Linked DNA regions of Mus musculus: regions 1, 3 and 4 are each linked to region 2. A link is a contact called in public promoter capture Hi-C data. All regions are on one chromosome and are shown on one strand. Each heading gives the region's core, a stretch centred on a gene start, on an enhancer-like site or on the middle of the called end of the contact. The rest is flanking DNA. Distances are from core to core; before and after follow the strand shown. Region 1 overlaps Kdm5a (lysine (K)-specific demethylase 5A). Region 2 overlaps Atp6v1e1 (ATPase, H+ transporting, lysosomal V1 subunit E1). Region 3 holds the start of Il17ra (interleukin 17 receptor A). Region 4 overlaps Mical3 (microtubule associated monooxygenase, calponin and LIM domain containing 3).

Evidence for each region. Promoter capture Hi-C pulls out the DNA fragments that hold promoters and counts their contacts. Capture Hi-C pulls out chosen DNA fragments and counts their contacts.
Region 1: a contact with region 2 is called in a promoter capture Hi-C map of liver. The contact joins two enhancer-like sites. A contact is called at or near these places in 3 of 39 promoter capture datasets (the C10 cell line, cranial neural crest and liver), 1 of 484 Hi-C or Micro-C datasets (pre-B cells) and 2 of 9 other capture datasets (liver and pancreatic islet).
Region 3: a promoter capture Hi-C map of liver shows a contact between it and region 2, with 2.6 times the contacts expected there. The contact joins the promoter of Il17ra here to the enhancer-like site in region 2. A contact is called at or near these places in 1 of 39 promoter capture datasets (liver), 1 of 115 datasets of contacts at active chromatin or transcription factors (bone marrow-derived macrophages) and 2 of 9 other capture datasets (embryonic stem cells and liver).
Region 4: a promoter capture Hi-C map of pancreatic islet shows a contact between it and region 2. The contact joins two enhancer-like sites. A contact is called at or near these places in 2 of 115 datasets of contacts at active chromatin or transcription factors (memory CD8 T cells and pancreatic cancer cells) and 2 of 9 other capture datasets (liver and pancreatic islet).

The regions. Positions count from the first base shown.
Region 1 is chr6:120,375,492-120,378,191 of GRCm38.p6, reverse strand. The region is part of intron 4 of Kdm5a (lysine (K)-specific demethylase 5A); the gene reads right to left. Among named protein-coding and RNA genes, the nearest start is that of Gm24592, 4.3 kb to the left of the region's middle. Within about 2 kb of position 1,276, at least 14 of the 459 cell types and tissues checked have an H3K27ac peak or open chromatin away from gene starts, as enhancers often do. A contact at or near this core is called in liver, where this site is marked.
Region 2 is chr6:120,806,321-120,809,020 of GRCm38.p6, reverse strand. It overlaps Atp6v1e1 (ATPase, H+ transporting, lysosomal V1 subunit E1), which reads left to right. Exons shown (of 9, transcript NM_007510.3): 3 at 550-659; 4 at 1,369-1,435. Among named protein-coding and RNA genes, the nearest start is that of Atp6v1e1, 15 kb to the left of the region's middle. Within about 2 kb of position 1,385, at least 24 of the 459 cell types and tissues checked have an H3K27ac peak or open chromatin away from gene starts, as enhancers often do. A contact at or near this core is called in liver and pancreatic islet, where this site is marked.
Region 3 is chr6:120,461,873-120,464,572 of GRCm38.p6, reverse strand. Il17ra (interleukin 17 receptor A) reads right to left here and starts at 1,376. Exons shown (of 13, transcript NM_008359.2): 1 at 1,107-1,376. The coding sequence starts at 1,244.
Region 4 is chr6:121,097,428-121,100,127 of GRCm38.p6, reverse strand. All of the region lies in intron 1 of Mical3 (microtubule associated monooxygenase, calponin and LIM domain containing 3), which reads left to right. Among named protein-coding and RNA genes, the nearest start is that of Mical3, 32 kb to the left of the region's middle. Within about 2 kb of position 1,382, at least 45 of the 459 cell types and tissues checked have an H3K27ac peak or open chromatin away from gene starts, as enhancers often do. A contact at or near this core is called in liver and pancreatic islet, where this site is marked.

The sequences.
Region 1 (2,700 bases), core at 27-2,526, 430 kb after region 2:
ACAATTAGCTGCCTGGAAGCATTCAGCTAGCAGCCTTCAGATGAAGATGTAGAACTCTCAGCTACTCCTGCATCATGCCTGCCTGGATGGCGCCATGTTCCTGCCTTGATAATGAACTGAACCTCTGAACCTGTAAGCCAGTCCCAATTATGTGTTGTCTTTATAGAAGTTGCCTTGGTCATGGTGTCTGTTCACAGCAGTAAAACCCTAAGAAAGAAGTTGGTACTAGGGTATTGCTGTGATAGGCCTGACCATGCTTTTGTCTTAAGAATGTGGATTTGGGGGCTGGTGAGATGGCTCAGTGGGTAAGAGCACCCGACTGCTCTTCCGAAGGTCCAGGGTTCAAATCCAAGCAACCACATGGTGGCTCACAACCATCCGTAACAAGATCTGACTCCCTCTTCTGGATTGTCTGAAGACAGCTACAGTGTACTTACATATAATAATAAATAAATCTTAAAAAAAAAAAAAAGAATGTGGATTTGGGAACTTTGGATTTAGACAGCAGTATAATGTTTAAGTGGAGCTCAATGGGTTATCCTAGTAGGAATATGGAAGACTTTGTTTTGTTGCTGAGAGTGATGTGAACTGTGCAGACCAAGCCCAAGAGGTTTCAGTGGAGAAAAATTCCAGTATGTGGCGTACAGACTATTTTTGTGGTATTTTGGTGACTGCTTTCTGCCCTTGTCTGAAAAGTCTACATGAGGTTAAAGTAAAGAGATTTTTTGTTTTGTTTTGTGTTTTGTTTATTTTGGAGGCAGGGTTTCTGTGGAACTCACTCTGTAGACCAGGCTGGCCTCAAACTCAGAAATTCACCTGCCTCTGCCTCCCAAGTGCTGGGATCAAAGGTGTGTGCTATCACACCCAGCCTTAAAGTAAAGAGATTTGTATTAATTGCACTGACAAAGGAAGTCTCAAAATAGCCCAGCAGAGACTTTGTTCTCATGAAGAGCATCTTGAACAAGTGTAGCAAGCTTAGAAAGGAAAAATATAAAATATATGGTTTGAGTATTAATGTGGCACCAGGAAGTGAAATGGAGCTGAATCCTGTGTTCTAGGAGATAACAAATTAAGGGAATGGGACTACAGGACAAGATCCTACCCAACTAAAATTTAGATCCAAGCACGGTGGGAGGCACCTTTAATCCCTGGAGACAGGCATACAGATCTCTGAGTTCAAGGTCAATTATAGACCAAGATCCAGGATACAAGCTTAGGCAGTGAAGGAGTTGGAAAACAGGAAGCTAGTGATAATATAATAGAACAAGGGGGTCATAGTCCAGCTCCTGTAAACAGCGGAACTCAGCAGCTTTGGCAATGTGGCTCTGGCTTTAGAGTGAAAAATAAAAGGGACTACTGGGACAATTGACACTGGTTAGCTAGAGCTAAGAAATTAGCAAGGATTAAGAAGAGACCAGTATCACTGAGGTGAAATCTTCTGGGAAATGTTTGTTGAGAGCACAAAGAAGCTGTGTTTCCAAAATTTTCGAGATGCCAAAGCCATAGGATATCTGCTGAGGAATGCTGCTAACAGGGAGTGGAACCAGCCCAGGATTATAAATTTGTTTCAGTCAACAAAGGAGTTGGAGATCCTTTTGACATCAGAAATGGAGATACAGAGTTTAGAGTTTGCCCAGCTGGTTTCCTGTCTTGATTTGGGGATTATAGCTAAGTGAATGGATGGATCTCAGAAAAGACTTTGAACTTTTAACAGTGTTGAGACTGCTATAGACTATGAGGACTTCTGAAGTTGGACTAAATGTCCTTTTATATTGCTACTGCTAGATATGGCCCCCATAGACTCAGCCTATGGGGGCCAGGGAGTGGAATGTGTTGGGTTTGTATATGTTTGGCCCAGGAAGTAACACTATTAGGAGGTGTGGCCTTGTTGGAGTAGTTGTGCCACCATGAGCGTGGGCTTTAAGACCCTTATCCTAGCTGCATGTTAGTCAAGTATTCTGCTAGCAGCCTTCAGATGAAGATGTAGAACTCTCAGCTCTGCCTGTACCATGCCTGCCTGGATGCTGCCATGTTTCTGCCTTGGTGATAATGAACTGAACCTCTGAACCTATAAGCCATCCCCAATTATATGTTGTCCTTATAGGAGTTGCCTTGGTCATAGTGTGTGCTCACAGCAGTAAACCCTAAGACAGTCAGTGAGGGGGAAAAAAAAAACATTCAAGATTCACAAAAAAGTTTAAGCTAACCTGAATGGTGCACTACTAACTTGACAGACACAATGGGTCCACTAGTATATACTGGCAGCTAACCAGTCACTTCTTGGATTTGAGGTCTATTTCACAGAAGGGAAGTCATCTTTGATACTATACACATAATCAAAAAGTCAGTGACTGGAAAAGTGATAGTCCCTGGTGAGAAATTTACTGCTATTTTGCTAAATAGTCAAGATATGCCTGTCAAACTGGATTTTAAGTATTTATGATCATATAATAGTGCTGTTATCCTCTTTGACCAGAAAAGCTTCTTTCTACAGTGTGTGGTGGATAATACCAAGACTCATAACTGGTTAAAGTGTGAGAATAAGAGGCTATTTAAGGCTGATTTAAAACAGAAACCTCTGAAATGCCCACTTTAAGGTTTAGCCAACATTAAGAAGTGGGGTTGGGGCTGGGTGTGACAGCTCACATTTTTAATTATAGCACTCAGGAGGCAGAAGCAGATAGGTATCTATAAACTGAG
Region 2 (2,700 bases), core at 136-2,635:
GTAATGGCATATATAAATTCTAATGTTAAAATGACTGTCAGGGTTGGAGAGATGGTTCACCGGCTAAGAGCATTACTGTTGTTACAGAGGACCAGGGTTTGGTTCCTAGCACCTGTATTGATGGCCCAGGGCCACCTGTAACTTTAGCCCCAGGGGATCCAATATTGTCCTCTGGCCTCCATAAGCACTTGTGTACACATGGCATACACATTTCAAAAAACATGCCAATGCAGTGGCACGGACTTTAATCCTAGTTCTTGGGAGGCAGAGGCAGAAGCAGGTGGGTCTCTGAGTTTGAAGCCAACCTGGTTTACAGAATGAGAGTTCCAGGAAAGCTAGAGCTACATAGAGAAACCTTGTCTTGAAAAATCGAGAACAAAACAAACAAAAGAACCTCAAGTAGTCTTTGAGGACTATTTTTGTGTTGCAATAGATTTTCTGTTTCAGATAAGGGCTAAGTGAACATATGACAGTATTCCTGGTTCCTGGGAGATACAAATACAAGGGTCAGCCCAGTCCAGTGTAATCAAGTCTGTTAACTTTCCATAGGCAGAAGAAGAGTTCAACATTGAGAAAGGTCGCCTTGTGCAAACGCAAAGACTGAAGATTATGGAATACTACGAGAAGAAAGAAAAGCAGATTGAGCAGCAGAAGAAAATGTAAGTGCATGGTGGCTAGCCCACTGAACTAAAGAAGCTGGGATGTTGTAGCCCAGGCTGGCCTGAACTTGCTGGTCCTACTGCCTCCACCTTCCAACTGGGATGACGGGCATACGCCGCCATAAGTGACTTAGGCAGTGCTAGGGATCAGAACTAGGGCCTGGTGTTGGACAACCCGCTGAGCTACGTCCTCAGTCATTGAGCTTTAAGTCAATGAAACCAGGCCACAGGGAGTAGGTCAGTGCGACAGTCCTTGCTTACCTGTGCAGGACCCCAGACTCCATTCCCTGAGATCTGCTCTTCACCCAAAGGAAAGTTCAAAACGCTGGAGACAAGAGAACACTGTGGAACAGAAACCTCAGCTGGGTGGGTAGCTAGTGTCTGAGACCGGACGATCATAAGTTTACAAATGGCAAGAACAAACAGGGTCCACAGCTAGACCTTATCGCCAAAGTAAACAGATGAAAGAAAGCTGGGCATGTGGTGTGCTCCTGCAAACCAGCAGAGTTCCAGGCCAGCCAGAGCTGCACAGTGAGACCTTGTCTCAAAAGCAAGAACCAAATTGCAGAGGGAACATGGAAACCTCACAGGGTCACCTGAAGGTTATTTATTGTTTATCAAGGCCCTTTGCTCTAACACGGAAAGCTGTGTGTGTGTCTGTAGTCATTGTTTTTTATGTTGTATTGATATTCTTCCATCCCTTTTATAGTCAGATGTCCAACTTGATGAATCAAGCAAGGCTCAAAGTCCTCAGAGCAAGGGATGACCTCATCACTGTGAGTAGCTCCCAGTAGCTGTGAAACTAGAAAATGCTTATTCTCGTGCTCACTAGGTAACATTTACAGATAATGGGGTGTTGTGTTGCTTTTGTGTTTGGTTGGGTTGGCACTTTTTGTTTGCTTGCTTGCATTTGTGAAAGTGTCTCAGTACGCAGTTGTTCTGAACCTTGACCCTCTATAGCCTGAGTCCTAGTGCAGGGTTACAAGCATATGCCACCAAGCTCACGTTTAGGGACTCTGTAGAGAGAATAACATTTGTTCAGCAGATCATAGTACTAGATATTAACAATAGACAAGCATGATAGCAGTCTGTCCTTGAGTTTGGTGAACTCTAACCTAATGGCATGTAAAACAGGATTAGATCATACAACAGCAAGAAGCAAGGCATAGAGTACACGAGGGAGGGGCTGAATACAAGGCCAGATTGTGAAACCAAGAGCCAGGCCTGCTCTCAATTTAAAAAAAATAACCCCTTTAATCTCAGCACTCAGGAGGCAGGGGCAGGGGCATCTCTTGAGTTCCAGGCCAGCCTGGTCTACAGAGTTCTAGGACAGCCAGGGTTACACAGAGAAACCCTGTCTCAAAAAGAAATGTTTTTTTGATGATGTTTTATTTAGTGGACAGTATCATAAACAAAGTACATAGTATGAAAGAGTGTAGGCTCCATTTAACAAGAAAACTGTCATTCAGAAAGTATTGCGGCCTGTTGGGAAAGAAAAGCCTACTGGAAGCGAGCTCGTAGCTCAGCAGTGCCATCTCGAGTTAGGGTTAGAGCCTGGCAGGATCCAGCTGTGTCGCCGCTTGCTGTGACCGCACAAGCTTCTTACAAATGGAAACATCAGAGGTCTGCAGGCACAGTGGCACCCCCTGTGACATGGGCACTGAGAAGGTGGAGGCAGGAAGAATGTTTGGGTAAGGCCAGCCTGGGTTCTAATGACCCTGGATCTCACATAGAACGGCGGTCTTAATGGGTGCAGAGCATAGCGGGGTTGAGGCCAGCTTGGGCCTCAGGGTTAAGATCCTATCTCAAAGGAAAATTTTTCTCATGCGTTGTCCTTGTGAATTTCTCTTTAAATGTATGGATTCCGGTCTCGAAAAACAAAACAAAAAAAAGTATGGATTCTTTGCCTGTACGTAAGTCAGTGTGTCATGTGCACACCTGGTACCTTTGGAGTCAGACTCCCTAGAATTGGAGCTACAGAGAGTTGTGAGCCAGCACTGTAGGTGCTGGAAATCAAACCTCTGCAAGAATAGCCATCTCG
Region 3 (2,700 bases), core at 127-2,626, 340 kb after region 2:
CCCAGTACGGGGAGCACTATGACATTTCCCAGCAGCCCTCAGACTTTTTTAAAAAACACAGTTTTTCCAGTAAAAATAGTCACCCTCTCCCCACCCTCTTTTGGTAAATCTACAAAATTAGATAAGAACTATCCTTTTGTTTCATATCCTCCGACTCAGCGACTGGACACAGTTCCTGGGGTCAGCTGTGGAAGTGGAGGGGAAGGGGCTGGAAAAACCAGTGGAGGAAGAGAAGGCTTGAAGGGAGACAGGGAGGAAAGTTTATGCGTGGAACAGACACTAGGTTTTGCACAGGTTCGCTGTTTTTTTGTTATGCTTTGTTTTGACAGTAAGTAAGGTTCAACCGCCAGGGGTGTGTCAGTTTCCTAAGAGCGCAGCGGGGCGTGGGGGTGGGGTGGTCCTCCCTGGCAGTAACAAACTGGCAGACTTCCACACATGTTAACTCAATTTTGGCAGGCTCGGTTCTGGGACACACGTGGTGGTGAAAAAAAGATGGGATGGACGGCATCTTTCAACCCACATCCTGTTTGATTCCCCTGGGCACTGGGCTCGCCCGCACTACCCAACCTGTGGGGACCCCCGAGGCCAGGCTGGGGCACCTGAGCATGGGAGAGCTGGAGGATTGACTGCTCAGGAAGCAAGGAGTTAGGGGCCAGTCCAGATTATTTCAGCTCCTGCCAAGGTTAGGTCCATGTCCATCCCGAGCTGCCAGCCTCTGGTGCCTCCATCTTCCAATTCCGAGGCCCAGACGGAATTGTCACCCCGCCTCGCGCTACCAGTGACTCCGCCGCCCGCGTAGTTTCCCTAGAACTCCCCCTCACCGCGACTCCACTCCCGGAGTCGCTGCCAGCGCGCCTCCACGCTGCGCCCATGCCCGGGACCGTCCTCCGAGCCCCTAGGGCGGACTTTCAGCCTCCCCGGGCCCGCCAGAGCCTGGGCCGTCCGCCCCTTCGCACTCGCGACGGCTCTCAGCACCTTTGACAGCCCTCCGCACTCCCGACGGCCCTCCCGACGCCCGCCCCTCTGACACCTCTTCACCACCCTCCGCCGTCCTCTCCACCACCCCCGACGGCCCGGGCATCCCCGCTCCGCCCGGCTTCTCTCACCTCCTGCGCGCAGACCGGAGCCGGGAAGTCGAGGAGGCGCGGGGAGGCGCGGCCCGGGGCCAGAACGTTCAGCAGCAGAAGCAGCCATCCCAGCGCGGGCCCGGGGACGACCCGTGGCCAGCAGCGCCGAATCGCCATAGCCCTCGGCCCGGTCGCGGAGCGCTCGCAGCTGGCTCCGCGCGACAGCGAGGGCCCGCGATGGCTTTCCCGGCCGAGGACTGGCGCTCGTCGGCTTCACACGGCCTCCTCTGTCCCGCTTCCGGCTCCCCCGAGGGCGGGCCGCTCGGGGCGGGGCTTGGGTGGGGGCTGTCCTTCCTCTGGCCCCGCCTCCGCCTTGGCCCAGGTGTGCTCCTGGCCTCTTTGGCTCTCCTTGGATGTTGCTCAGCTAAGTAAGATAGGAGCCCAGGAACCCGTTTTAAGGAGCCGAGCCCCGCTGTCAACTTGCTGTGGAGCTATGACTGTCCTCGCCATCGTACCCTCCCGGTTTACACTGATCTGTTTCATCATTTTAGTCTAATTTCCGACTCGGGACTCCAAGGAGTTTGTTTGCTCAATCTCCCTTTCAGTTTTTATGGAGAAACAAGCCCATCGCATCGTCGTAATGCTTATTTCTCGTTTTTGTTTTTTTTGTTTTTTCTACAAAGTTCTAGTTTTTGATGGCCAGATCATGTAGCTTAAGTCTCATATAGCAAGTCCATGAAACTATATTTTTTCCCTTTCAGCGTTGAATCATACATTTGCACACTCAAAAACAAAACAAAACAAAACAAAACAAAAACCCAACAAAACAAAACAAAACCCTGGACAGTGAATTAGTCACCTCATGGCTGGACTAAAGCAAACACGGCATTCTGTAACAGAGATGTGTGTGTGTGGGGGGGGGGGGGTAGCATTGCTAAGTATGAAGGGTTAAAAGTGGATCAGAGGAGGGAAACGGAGACAGCCTGTGTAGACAGCCAGCTCTTTCAAGGAGCCTCACTGTGGCCTCGCCGAGTGCAGTTTGGCTGGGTAAGGTACACAGCATAGGAAGGTTTGAGGCCAGGCTGAGGGCAGAGGCGTGGAAGGATGGGGGACTGAGCAGTACAACGGACAGAGTCTCTGACAAGGCCTGGGGATGCCCTCTAGAACCCCCTGGAGAGAAAAAAAAAATTCAAAGAAGCCACTAGGAATTCAAATTTCTCCAAGACTAACACTTCTTGTAATGAAAATATGTGCTCATGGTTGCACCGCTGCTAAAAACTGCATTCTGGGTATCAACCGCAACATCTAAGAATGTGAGGCCACGATCTGACCACCTGGAGTAAGGCACAGGACCCCTTAACGTTGGGAATAAAACCAAGCGCGACTCTCACTGGATGCGCTTATGCGCTCAGTAAGACACGGCTGTACACCGTTTTGCAGAAGGAAACTTTTGTCTTACTGAAACCCTTTGGCTATTTTCTCAGACCCAACAAGGGGCTCTCTCTTTATTACCAAGGTTCTTGGGAGCTGATTCCCATCTCGGGAGGTGTAGTCGCCAGCGGCCACGGAGAACTGGGTTCCCGAAAGGAAAGCTGGGGTTGGATAGGAATGATGACTAGAGAAGAATGAGACC
Region 4 (2,700 bases), core at 133-2,632, 290 kb before region 2:
GGTAGGCTCTGCCTGGGTGCTTGGAGGTGAGTAAGATGCGTTTCTCTCCCTGTGGAATCTTGGTGTAGCCAGGGAGACAGACACACAAATAGATGACTCCCTTGCAGTGTGGTAAGAGCAAGAGCCGTGATGAGCGAGTGTAAATGTAGGTGCCATAGGAGCTGAGGAAAGGGAGCCAGGAGTTCTTCCCAGAGCCTTGAAAGGCAGGCTAGTGGCCAGCTGAGAAGAGCTTTCTAAAAGATGAGAGCAGCCATGAGCAAGCACACGGAGCCCGTCTGTCCCCAGGGCCTGGGTTTGCCTCATCGCACTCTATAGACAGTTTATGGAGGTGGGATTCGCCCTGAGTAACAGCGTGGAAATCATGTTGAAAGTCAGGTAAAGGGGGAGAGATGGGAGAGCAAGATTGTTGTGGAAGGAGTCACTTTCTGAAGGGAGCATTCTCATTTCTGGGAGCTGGGTGCTCTCTGGTGCAGCTCCTCCACTCTGTCTTTGTGACACTGTCTGACAGACTCTGACTGTCTCCAGATAGAGAGGCAACGACCCACTCAAGAAAGCTCTCTGTGTCGTCTTGGGAGTACACTGGGTTTACTATAGGAATATGGGTCATCTCAAAACAGTGGCATCACTATATAGTTCCATTTCAGTGTGGGTAATGGCCTCTCAAAAGCTGTCTCAGTAAAGCCCCCACCCCTGTCAACCTTCTGCTTCTGTACTGAGGTGATTTCCCACCACATGCAGCTGGGGCAGGACTGCATGTCACTGGGAGTCCCCCACTCCCACACCCATACCCAGAGACAGCCTTTCAGGAATATTGTGAAAGGTGTTGGAGATAATGCAGAGCCGGTGGGCATGGCTATAGGCCATTGACGCTGTAATTTATGAAATAGGAATTTTTATGTAACTTTCATCAATTATAGAATGAGTCTTGTCTGGGTTTCCCTCAATCCTTGAAATATATTTTAAAAAAAGCGTCTTACTTGGAGGTTGGATTTGGCCACTGGTTGGAGTTTGTCCACCCCCAGCAGTTGGTAATAATTCAGATGTAGCCCAGCAGAGGTGGCGCACACCTTCAATCCCAGCACTTGGGAGGCAGAGGCAGTCCGATCGCTGAGTTCAAGGCCAGCCTGGTCTATAGAGTGAATTCCAGACAGCCAAGACTATACAGAGAAACCCTGTCTAGGGAGTGGGGGTTGGGGAATCAGATGTAACATGACAAAGGACTGGGCCAGGATGTTGGCATTGAAGATAAAGAGGAAGGGACCTGATGCCAGAGACCCTTTGGAAAGAGGATTCTGATTAGATAGCAGGGAGGAGAGGGAGGAGCCCAGGCAAGGCAGGAGCTGCTGAGTAGGTGCTTCCGGACCCAATTGGTAAAGCTGGCTCTATTTCCATGTGCCAAGAGCATGTGCCACTGCTGGGGAAAGCCCAGGGGGAGCAGAGTCCTGTCTGTGCTGCCAGGTGCCTCTCTGACGTCACCCTGCGCATGCCTCCTTGCCTGTCAGCTTCTTTTGCTACCCTGGTTTTAGGTGCACTGCAAAATAGGACCTGCTGTAACTTGGTTGGGGCTGCCCTTGGAGTTATTTGGGGGGCGGGTCTTTTGTCAACGCTTCCCAGTCAGGAGAAGCCACAAGAGCAGCAAGCAGTAGAGAGTCCCACTGCCTGCTATCTAGATGTATGTATTAGATCTCATTGTTCCCGTTTGCTCCGGTTACTTTACCATTCATTGTGCCTCTCTATTCAAAATGCCTCAGTGCAGATTTATCAAAAGATAAGACAGTGCTCCTTGGCCACGGTACAGAGCGCTAGGGCACTTAGCATGGATGTGGAACTGTAGTCTGATTGTTTCTGACGCTACTGTGCCTCCCGTAGCTGTTCTTGCTAGATGGCTGCCATCCTCGGAGAGACGCTCATCACAGGAGTGGATGCTAACAATCCTAATGGCAGGATTGATTCTCCTGTATCCCACCTACTACTCACTGGTCCCGCCATGACAAGCAGCAGCCTAGAGGGAGGGTCACCTGCTATTACTGTCTTGAACTTGAGCGGTGGTTCCCCATCTTCCTAATGCTGCAACCCTTTAATACACGGCCTTTTATAGTGGTGACCCCCAGCTATAAAATTATCTTTGCTGCTACTTCATAACTAATTTTACTACTGTCGTGAATAATGATGTAGATTTCTGATAATCGACTCCATGGAGGTTGCGACACACAGACACACAGGTTGAGAACCGCTGAGTTCTCACATGGCTCCTGCTGTCGCTTCCCGCTTCGCCGGGATGCCACTCCATAGGGAACTATGTGCACCTGAGAGCTGGCGTAGTTTTCTCTGTTCTCTTTCATTGCATCTCAGTATGGAACATGATCTTCTCTAAGATGTGCCCTCTCCAGGCTTTGTCTGAGAAGCAGAAACTATCAGTAAGTGTCAGTAATTTGCTTTGGAAATAAAGTATGTGGGGGGCGGGATCCTAACATTTTGGACTTGGGCCAAAATGATTCTCTTTCTGCTACTTTAGATAGACCAAACCCAAGCTGGGCAGTGGTGGCACACGCCTTTAATCCCAGTTCTCTGGAGGTGGAGGCAGGTGGATCTCTTGAGCTCAAGGCCAGCCTGGTCTACACACACACACAGAAAGAGAGAGAGAGAGAGAGACAGACACGCACACAGACAGACAGACAGACAGACAGTGTTAGTTAGTTC